Linked DNA regions of Mus musculus: region 1 is linked to region 2. A link is a contact called in public Hi-C data. All regions are on one chromosome and are shown on one strand. Each heading gives the region's core, a stretch centred on a gene start, on an enhancer-like site or on the middle of the called end of the contact. The rest is flanking DNA. Distances are from core to core; before and after follow the strand shown.

Region 1 (4,411 bases), core at 584-3,083, 120 kb after region 2:
CTCTCTCTCTCTCTCTCTCTCTCTCTCTCTCTCTCTCTCTCCTTCTCCCTGAAAATCAGAATGTAATGGTCTCAGCTACTGCCCATTTCTGATTGCTTTCTGCCATGATTATCATGAACTAACCATCTGAAACTATAAGCAGGGCCCCATTTGAAAAGTCTCCTTTATAAGAATTGCCTTGGTCATGGTATCTTTTCACAGCAATAGAAGAGTGACTAAGACAGATGTAACCTTTTCTTTGTTTTTGTTTGGATGTACTATGTCCATGAACTAATTGTAAACTATAGCAGTGGTTACACATGTATAAAAGCTATTATTTTATGTGAAAAATAAAGTAAGTAAAACTAAATAATCAGATAGGTGGAGAAGATACGAGAATTTGCATTGACTCCATGTAAATAAGTTATTGTCCCAAGTGGATTTGGCTGCATTAGGACCAGCCTATCAGGAAAAGTAGCAACCACACTGGAGAACATAAAGAATGAAGGATTAATGTAAATATTGGACATAGATTAAAATATAGTGAGTTTGAAGAGTAAATGGAACTTACAAAGGAAACGTGAAAAAGATAATGTTCAAAATAGAATTGGAGTGTAAGAAAAAATGTAAATTCAACATCATGCAAATTTTAGTATTCTACAGTAGTGTTACTGAAGCTAACAGCATAGCGTATTAAGATTTAAAAAAGAAAAAAAAAAAAAAGCAGGCCCCAAAGGAGCCTAAGGAGAAACAGAGACAGAAACCAGGAACAAGCCACAATAACAGAAAAAAAAAATTACAGAATAAGGGCTCAACAATGCCAAACGTAGACTTCAGGTGGGTATATACCTATAACCACTGCCATAGTTCACAATTAGTTCATGGACATAGGGCATCAAAAGAAAAACAAAGAAAAGATTAGTTCTGTCTTATTCACTGTTCTATGGCTCAGGCTATGCAGTCCTGAGAGAGCCAGTGCAGTGTCAGGAAAGGTAACTGGATGAAGATCTGCAGTGATGGAGGTGGGAGGAGGGAGAACCTTCCCATGCAGCCCTGCTGAGATGAGAATGGGGAAGACCCAAGGTGAGGGCCATATTCAGATGTTTAATTGTCAAGACTTAAAGACTAAAAGGGACGCAGTACCTGAAGCATGAGATCACAGACACACAATTGTTCCAGAGAAAAGCAAAGACCTTGCATAGACAGCTGAAAGGAAACAGAACACAGATACAAAAGTGTCCATGGAATTGGAAATGCACAAAACTGAAAAAAATCAGATATTTACCATGATTTTGTTCAAAAGAAAAAAAAAACCTGAAAGCTTCATCTTAAGAAGGTAGGTGGGGTAGAAATTGATGTGATTGATGGCAGTGGCTCACAACAGAAGGACTCAGAAAATGAAGCCTGTCAACAGGCTAACTCCAGTTTGAGATGCTGAATATATAAGACATCAGTGATCACTAGTATGTGAAGTTTCACTAGCTGATCTGACACACAGAAAGGGAAGTGAAAATAACAATTGAAAGTACAGGGAAGAAATACATCCACGACACAGCTCCTGCATTCATTCCTCTTGCTGTATACTTGAGAGTGGCATTACAAAAAGGTCCCCAAAATGTCTGCCTGTTCCTTCCACTTAGAAAACTCCCTGAGTTTTCCGAGGTTTTGCTAGCCTAAACTTTTCAGTTTAATATAAAATGAAGTGTAAATGATTTGTTCTAATAGTCAAAAGAATCCTTTCTAAACATACAGGTCTCAAACTATTATATAAATAACAATGGTATTTGAGCATCCAATCAGTCATTTCCTTCCAGCAACACCCAGAAATGCAAATGCAGAATACTAAGCACACACATATGCATACAAGTGCATATAGCTGACACACAGCAGACCTTTCATTGGAGAACTAAATACAATTCATGCTGGGTAGTTTTCAAAATTGTTTTTGTATTATTGAAAGGAAAGCAGATTCACTTCCTCTGAATTCAGAGGAATGGAAATTAGTATTGGAAATAAGCAATTAAAATCCCTAAGATGATTACATTAAAGATAAAATACAATAAGTTAAAAATACCATCTGGGGGAAAGGAATCTGATATTGAGCCAGAAAGAAAATGCCCAAGAAGGTCCAGGATTCAAGGACTTTTTTTTTTTAACCTTTTCACTCTCTGCAAGATGCAGGGTTTCTATGTATATAGTGTTAAAAGCTTCCACTGTTCTGCAGCCCCAAGTGCAGGAACATATGGGCTGCAATCTCTCACAACAGGACAAGATGGGAACTACCTGCCAATTCTTCCTTGGCATTCCCCTGGATTAAGGATTTTTATGTCTTGCCCTTACTGGTGTAATTCATTAAGTTAGTTACAGCAGCTTTTAAATATTTTATATTCTTTCCCTGCTCCATTCTCATATGTGATAGATGATTTTTCTAGTTTGGACCCAAAGATCACCATTGTAATCCATTTGAGTCTCAAACCCATATTATGGAAAATCTAATCAGCTAATGGTTTAGGCAATAAATTATACTTTTGTCTGGCTGGCCTTGCTCTTGCCTTTAATTCAGAAATGCAACAGTGCAGTTTTTTTTTCTCCCATTACTGTTCTTTCATAATAGATTTTTCCTGTGCTATAGCCCAGAATCTGAATTTCTCCTTAGAGTTTTAAATTTATCTTTTGCAGGTAGCTACTGCAGTATTTTTATATTTAGATGATTTTATAAAATGTCAACTTCTGTGACATAATTTGCTTTTACCTTAACTCTATTGGTATTTGGGGCAGAGATTTCTAGATTTTCTCTAGAGCACTATACTGTGCATTTTACAAAGCTTATAAATATACCTCTTTTCTATCCAGTACATATCAGTAGCCAAATTCCACATGCCATAACTTTAGTTTGAAGAAAAAAAATGTATCTCCAGACATTGTCAAATATCTTGATACTATAAAACCATTACTGATCACAAATCAAGCACTAATTGGGGGGTGGAAATATATCACCACATCCTATAAGGATATTTCAGTGAAGGAGAGAAAAGGAGAGAAGGGCAGAAAAGGAGAGGACCAACTTAAAGACTTTGAGAAACTACAACCTGAAGTTTACTAAAGTACCACTAGCAGGAATAAGAAGAAGGAAGGTATGATTGAGAATACTAAAACACAATATCCCCTGTGAGGACTTTTCTTAGTTCTGTCACAGTTGACTCATTAGTAAAAACAGACTGTCACTTATCTCTGCTCTCACTATGATGTCTTATACATTACTATACTATTACTCTTATATTTCAGTTATCTTTCACCTTACCACCTATTTTTGTCCAACTGATAACCATCTTTGCCCTGAACTACTATAATATCTCGACCTCTCCCTTGGATTCCATCCTGGCACATCTTCAATTCAGTCTTTACACTATAATCAGAATGTTTTCCAATCAAACCCAATCAGAATTTTCTGGTGATAGTTTCCCTTTCTGTGTCCTACTGTTCTAAATGTAAAAATAAAACGTAATATTACCAACAAGCCTTAACATCATACCTTCCTCCAGCTCTGTGCTTTAGCATGGTACAAGTCACTCACTATATTTTCCTTTTGATTAAGAATAGACTTTTTCCAAACAATGTATTCTAATTACAATTTTCCTTCTACTAACTTCTCCAAGATCTTCCCCAACTCCAAACCCACCCATATCCACAACAAGCTTGCTCTCATTCATTAGAAATCAGACACCTAGAAAAAACAAAAACAAAAAAAACCAAGCAAGCTATAATAAGACAAAGCAAGCCAACAGAAATAAAAGCCCAAAACAAAGCACAAGAAACACATAAACACACACACACAAATCCTATTAAAAACATAAAACTGGAAACGATAAAATGTAAGTGAAAGACCTATAAGATTAAAAAAAATAGTCAAAGAATTATGAGACAAAACATTCAAAAATAGCATTGACTATGTTTTGTTTCAGCTGTCTTTTGTTAGCTGTGGACCCTACCCTTAAGTATCACTTGTAGATCCAGTGAGACCTTATTGGAGAAAAATTATTTTTCTTTTGCAAGTCATTATCACTGCACTTTTCTCATAGGTTTTCATTCTCTTTCTGTCTCAATTGAGCATATGTCCACTATTCTTATTCATCCTCCAATATAAGGTATATCTTTGCTAAATTTCAATTAATATTCATTTTCTGTCTAAATGAAGAGCTGAAAGAATCAAATTCACTAGCATCTCCAAAGACCAGTATCTGAATGATGATATATATATATATATATATATATATATATATATATATATATATATATATATATATGTATTCTAAGCCTAATGAATATTTGTTTCATGTTTAAATGAAAAAAGGAACCCATAAATGAATAAATCATGTTAATGATGAATCCAAAAATCGGATTTAATTGGATTATATGTTCTTGATGTATATTA
Region 2 (4,712 bases), core at 1,095-3,594:
GCTTACTGGGTTGCTGCCCTTAGCTTGCTCAGCTTTCTTTTTAATACTGTCCAGGACTACCGGTGAGGGGGTGGTACTATCCACAGTGGGCTGGGCCTTCCCACATAATCATTAATCAAGAAAATATCCCAGATTTGCCCATAAGCAATCTAAAAGGGGATTTTCTTTTTTAAATTGAAAACACTAGTGTCAGGTTGAGAAAAACCAAACAATAAATAAATAAATGGCACCATTACAGTCATTATAGACAATTTTCTGATATACTCAGAAACAAACAAAAAAACAAAATTCACTTCATTACTTTAAGATTTTTAAGATTCCTACCTATACTTATGCAAGTAGTCCTAATTAAACTCGGTGTATCATTAAAAAAAAAAAAAAGACAAGAGGGGAACTTATTGAAAGGAAGGGTTGCAGAGGTAGCTAAGCAGTTGAAAGAATAGCATGAGAGGTATGATCAAAATAATTCATATTCAATGTATAGAATTCAAGAATATTAAAGTAATAATTATTAAGTATTTTCTCTCTTGGTGATATAAATAAATGCAGATTTGGCACTCCTTCTTTGCAGATTCTTTAGTCTCCAAGACCAGGGCTGAGGATATTACAGTCAGGGCTAAGACACGAGGGTTTTATAGACCTCAGGAGATGGTGTGTTGGCCAGGAGCTGGGGCTGTGTCCATGTATGGAGGGTCAAAAGCTGGATATACTGGCGGGCACTTGAGTGGGCTGGCCATGTCAGAAAGGCAGGCTGCATCGGCTCCCAGATATGTAGAACTGGGTTTTGGGTGCTATTCTTTGTGAGTTTTCCCAGTGCATGCAGGGTTGGTAGAAGGAGGTAGATGGGGTTTCCCAGCTTGTATAGAGGTTCCAGCTGAACAATATTATCTGCTCAAAATAGTAGTCAAAACTTGTAAACTGGTACTGAACTTCATAGTCCTTTTCTGCTTTGAAGAACCACCTAAATAAACATGCTTGCAGAGAAGCCTCAGTATTAGTTGACAGTAAGCATACATTACTTTTATAACTTTTTAAAGCCCTTATAAACTCATCCTAAATATCTACGGAAAAAGCCATCAGCAGATTTTTCTTTTGGAATTTTTCTCAAATATTTTCATTTACATCTTTTATTACATACTGACATTTAATGTATAAAGGAACTCCTGGCTCTCTGAAACTAAGTCAGCTGTGAAAGACAGAACTAGGAAGAAAAATTTGCTCCATCACTGAACGGATGAGCCACTAAAGGACACCCAATGGCTAGGTCCAAGGCTTTCAGATGCAATAATATAATCAGGGGTGGACTTGAAGATAATTTGGAAAGTTTGAAAAACTCTCATGTACCTATTTAGGGTTAGGTTGCCAATAACTGTTGATATGTTTAGAAAAATTAAAAGAACTACTTATTATTTAAAAAATAGTTTATTTTGCTGTTGGTTTATCATTTATCCCATTTTAATATGTTCTCAAAAACGTTATCTTTCAGTATAAACTGAACAGCACATAACCTCCCTGGACAAGACAGAGAACCATGTTTGCTTCCAAGGGGTTTATTTGTCTCTTTATAATCTGAGAGGGGGTAAACCGTAAGCATCCATGGCCAAAGAATGACAGCTCATATCTTCACAATCTTCTCGGTATGTCCTTACAGTTAAGTACATCCTTGGCCGTGTGTGCAACGAATATCCACCAACCCAACGCTTGTTCTGTCTGCCCAGAAGCCAGTGATGATAGACAACAATGAACTGCTGGTATTTTCAAATAACTGGGTGGCTCTTCCCTTTGGGGTCTACCAGAACAACTACACCCCAACAGGCAATACCTGAAAAAAAGAACAAGAAAAAAAAGTGCCTTTTGTATATTACATTTTAGTTTACCCAGTGCTCTGCATAAAGCATTTTATTTAACCCTCTCATGGTTGAAGAAGAAAGGTCGATCATTCGGTAATCTTTCTTACAGGGCCGTGAGGGGAAAGGCGTCCCAGTAATCACCCACCCCACCCCACCCCTCACGCTGTCCCCGCTCCTGCTCACTGATGCCGATGACCATCTGCAGAACGGTGCCTGGGCCAGGTGGGATTCCTTGCTTCAGGGGCCGCCTGGCCACCAAATAGACGTAGGTGCCCGCCCCGAAGAGTGTAGAGCCCGACAGCACGCGACAACTCCAGCAGGTTTTTAACTCAGGGTCCCGGGCGGGGGAGGCCGGCACGGCGGATTTCGCGGGTGGGTTCGCGGGAACCGCTGTGGAAACAGTTGGGGGGGCAGGAGCGGAAAACTCGGTACTCCCCGAAAAAGAGGACCCCATGTCAGAAGAGTGCACAGCGAGCCGAGCCTTCACTTTGAAATGCTGTAAAATGCTGCCGGAAAGCAGCACGCTGACGTAAAAGCCGCCGCGCTTCTGGGAAATGTAGTTGCAGCAGGAGCCGGGCGGAACAGGGCGGAGCTGCAGCCGCCTCAGAGGCTTGTGTAATCCAGAAGTTCAAAAGTCAAGGCTGCCTCATCCCGGTGTGTTAGAAACTGTTTTATACTACTTTATGAAAGTATAGATTTCAGTCTTCTTAAAGAAAAACTGTGGATCTCTAAGCTTCCCGACTAACACAAACTAAGGTCCTGGCATGAAGTCTAATCAACAGAGATTATATTCTAAGTAATTGTATGTTCTTACCCAAGTGCTTACCTATTGCAATTCTGTGTATTCTGCCGTTTCTCAACATACTCGTTTCCTAGTACAAGATAGACCAGTAAAGGCTCAAAGTTTTCACATTGTACTTACTTTGAAAGAAATATACAGATATAATCAAGATATTAAAAATGTGTTTGAATTACCTGGATACTCTCTTTGTTTATTAAGGTTGTGCTCTCAATTGTGTCATATTTATGATTTTAATTCTCATAAAAAAAATTAGGTGCAAACTCAGGTTAATGACTTTTTTTTACACTTTTGCATTTTTATCCTGTCAGATGAGCTTTAAAGGGCCGAGGAGATGGTTCTGTGGTTAAAGTGCTTGCTCTGCGGGCAGGAAATGTAAGATAAGTTCAGATGCTCAGAACCCACAGAATGTTGAGTGGGTATGGCAGGGCATCTATAATTCTCAGTCAGAACAAGGAGATGAACTACAAGAGAAACAGTTTAGCTACATTAGCCACGATCTGAGTTCTGGATTCAGGTGGAGTGCTTGCCTTAACATATAACGTGAGAAGCATTCAAGAGAGACTCTAGACAGTAATCCCTGGTATCCAGAGGCAACTGGGACCATACACACATCTGTACCCACACATGCAAACACATATACATGCACAACACACACATGGAAAACAAAAGACTGCATCTTTCTGACTGTGTCTTTGCAAAACAACAGGTGTCACCAACTCCAGTCTCAGCTCGCTTTTCATTCTCTCTGCTTACAGTTGGCTATCTATTTCTTGTGCTTGCTGTTCTCAGGAGGATATTGGTAAAAACTAAATTCTTATGTAGCAGTTTCCTCTAAACTGACACCTTCTAACCTGAAGGGAGGCTCCTAAAGACCCAGGAATGAAAGGAAACATAGAAGGTTCAAAAAACAAATTCATCATTTCCTAAAAACAATATTCAACCCTAAGGTTATATACACAATAAAACTTGGGCAGAGGGGACTGTGACCTACAGAGTTGGCATCCAAATTGAGCAAAGTGCCCCAGAGATTCAGCTTTCATGAGTAACCCCCATACTGGGTCAGCCTTTCAGCAAAATAGTCACCCTTGGTTCAGGAAACAGCTCAGTAAATTTCCTGGTTCACTAAGCTAAGCTTAGAATTGTTTCAGTGCTAGTAGGTTGTCCACAAGTGCCCTGTCTGGGATTAGTAAATGTTTGTTCTTGTCTCCCAAGGAAAAGTCATATAAGAAAATGTTATTTTTGAGTTTAGGTGGTTTCTTTTATAGAAAACGGGTAAAAATGGAGCAACAATTTTCAAAAGATTTTCTCATTCTGATTAACATTTAAAATGTTTTTGTTGAAGAGGAATTTAATATTTAAATTTCTCAAATAAAATGTGATATTTGGAAAGGATAAAATGTAAAAATAAAGAAGTAGTTAAATAGGTCAAAACAAAATTAAAGGAAACTGGAATAATATGTGTGTGTGTGTGTGTGTGTGTGTGTGTGTGTGTGTGTGCATGTGTATAGAGGATAGAAATAAATTATGCATGCTTTCTGTGGATACCTATATATCTATACATATATTTAATCAAATGCCTCCATGTGTTACATCATAGAAAAAGATATGTTAGGAAAGTTTTAATTTTATACCTTTGTGCTACATATATTTGTGATGTGCCAGCAATGAAACAGAGGCTATTTATTATAATTGCTGGTACTCAGAATTCTTCATATGTAAAAATGAGTTTGGGATCAGGTGCTAACTTTCCTGATTGAAAACTTTGACTATTAAGAAGCTCTTTTCAATTAGCATTCTGCTACATAACTTTCCAGATGATTCAACAGAATTTCATTTTAGAAATTCATGATTTCTGTTGTTCCTTTTCACTATGTCTTCCATTCTACATATAACATTTAATTTTTTTATGTAGCAGAGGTTAAGACATGTTTAAATTATATATTCCCGAGTAAAAAATATGCATGCTAGAATTATGCATGATTATTATTTGTATATTATATGTTACATGTTTCTTTTTTTTTTTATCATGTTTGAGACCGAGCATCCCTGGCTGCTACAGG

What was found. A called contact is a pair of places that touch in the nucleus more often than the background predicts.
Region 1: a Hi-C map of pre-pro-B cells shows a contact between it and region 2, with 2.1 times the contacts expected there. The contact joins the enhancer-like site here to the promoter of Dmac1 in region 2. A contact is called at or near these places in 3 of 39 promoter capture datasets (the C10 cell line and the HPC-7 cell line), 1 of 484 Hi-C or Micro-C datasets (pre-pro-B cells), 1 of 115 datasets of contacts at active chromatin or transcription factors (bone marrow-derived macrophages) and 1 of 9 other capture datasets (liver).

What each region holds. Positions count from the first base shown.
Region 1 is chr4:75,392,953-75,397,363 of GRCm38.p6, forward strand. No RefSeq gene overlaps it. Among named protein-coding and RNA genes, the nearest start is that of Dmac1, 120 kb to the left of the region's middle. Within about 2 kb of position 1,834, at least 4 of the 459 cell types and tissues checked have an H3K27ac peak or open chromatin away from gene starts, as enhancers often do. A contact at or near this core is called in pre-pro-B cells, where this site is marked.
Region 2 is chr4:75,275,948-75,280,659 of GRCm38.p6, forward strand. Dmac1 (distal membrane arm assembly complex 1) reads right to left here and starts at 2,345. Exons shown (of 2, transcript NM_025849.4): 1 at 2,034-2,345; 2 at 1,404-1,822. The coding sequence starts at 2,304. The coding sequence ends at 1,758.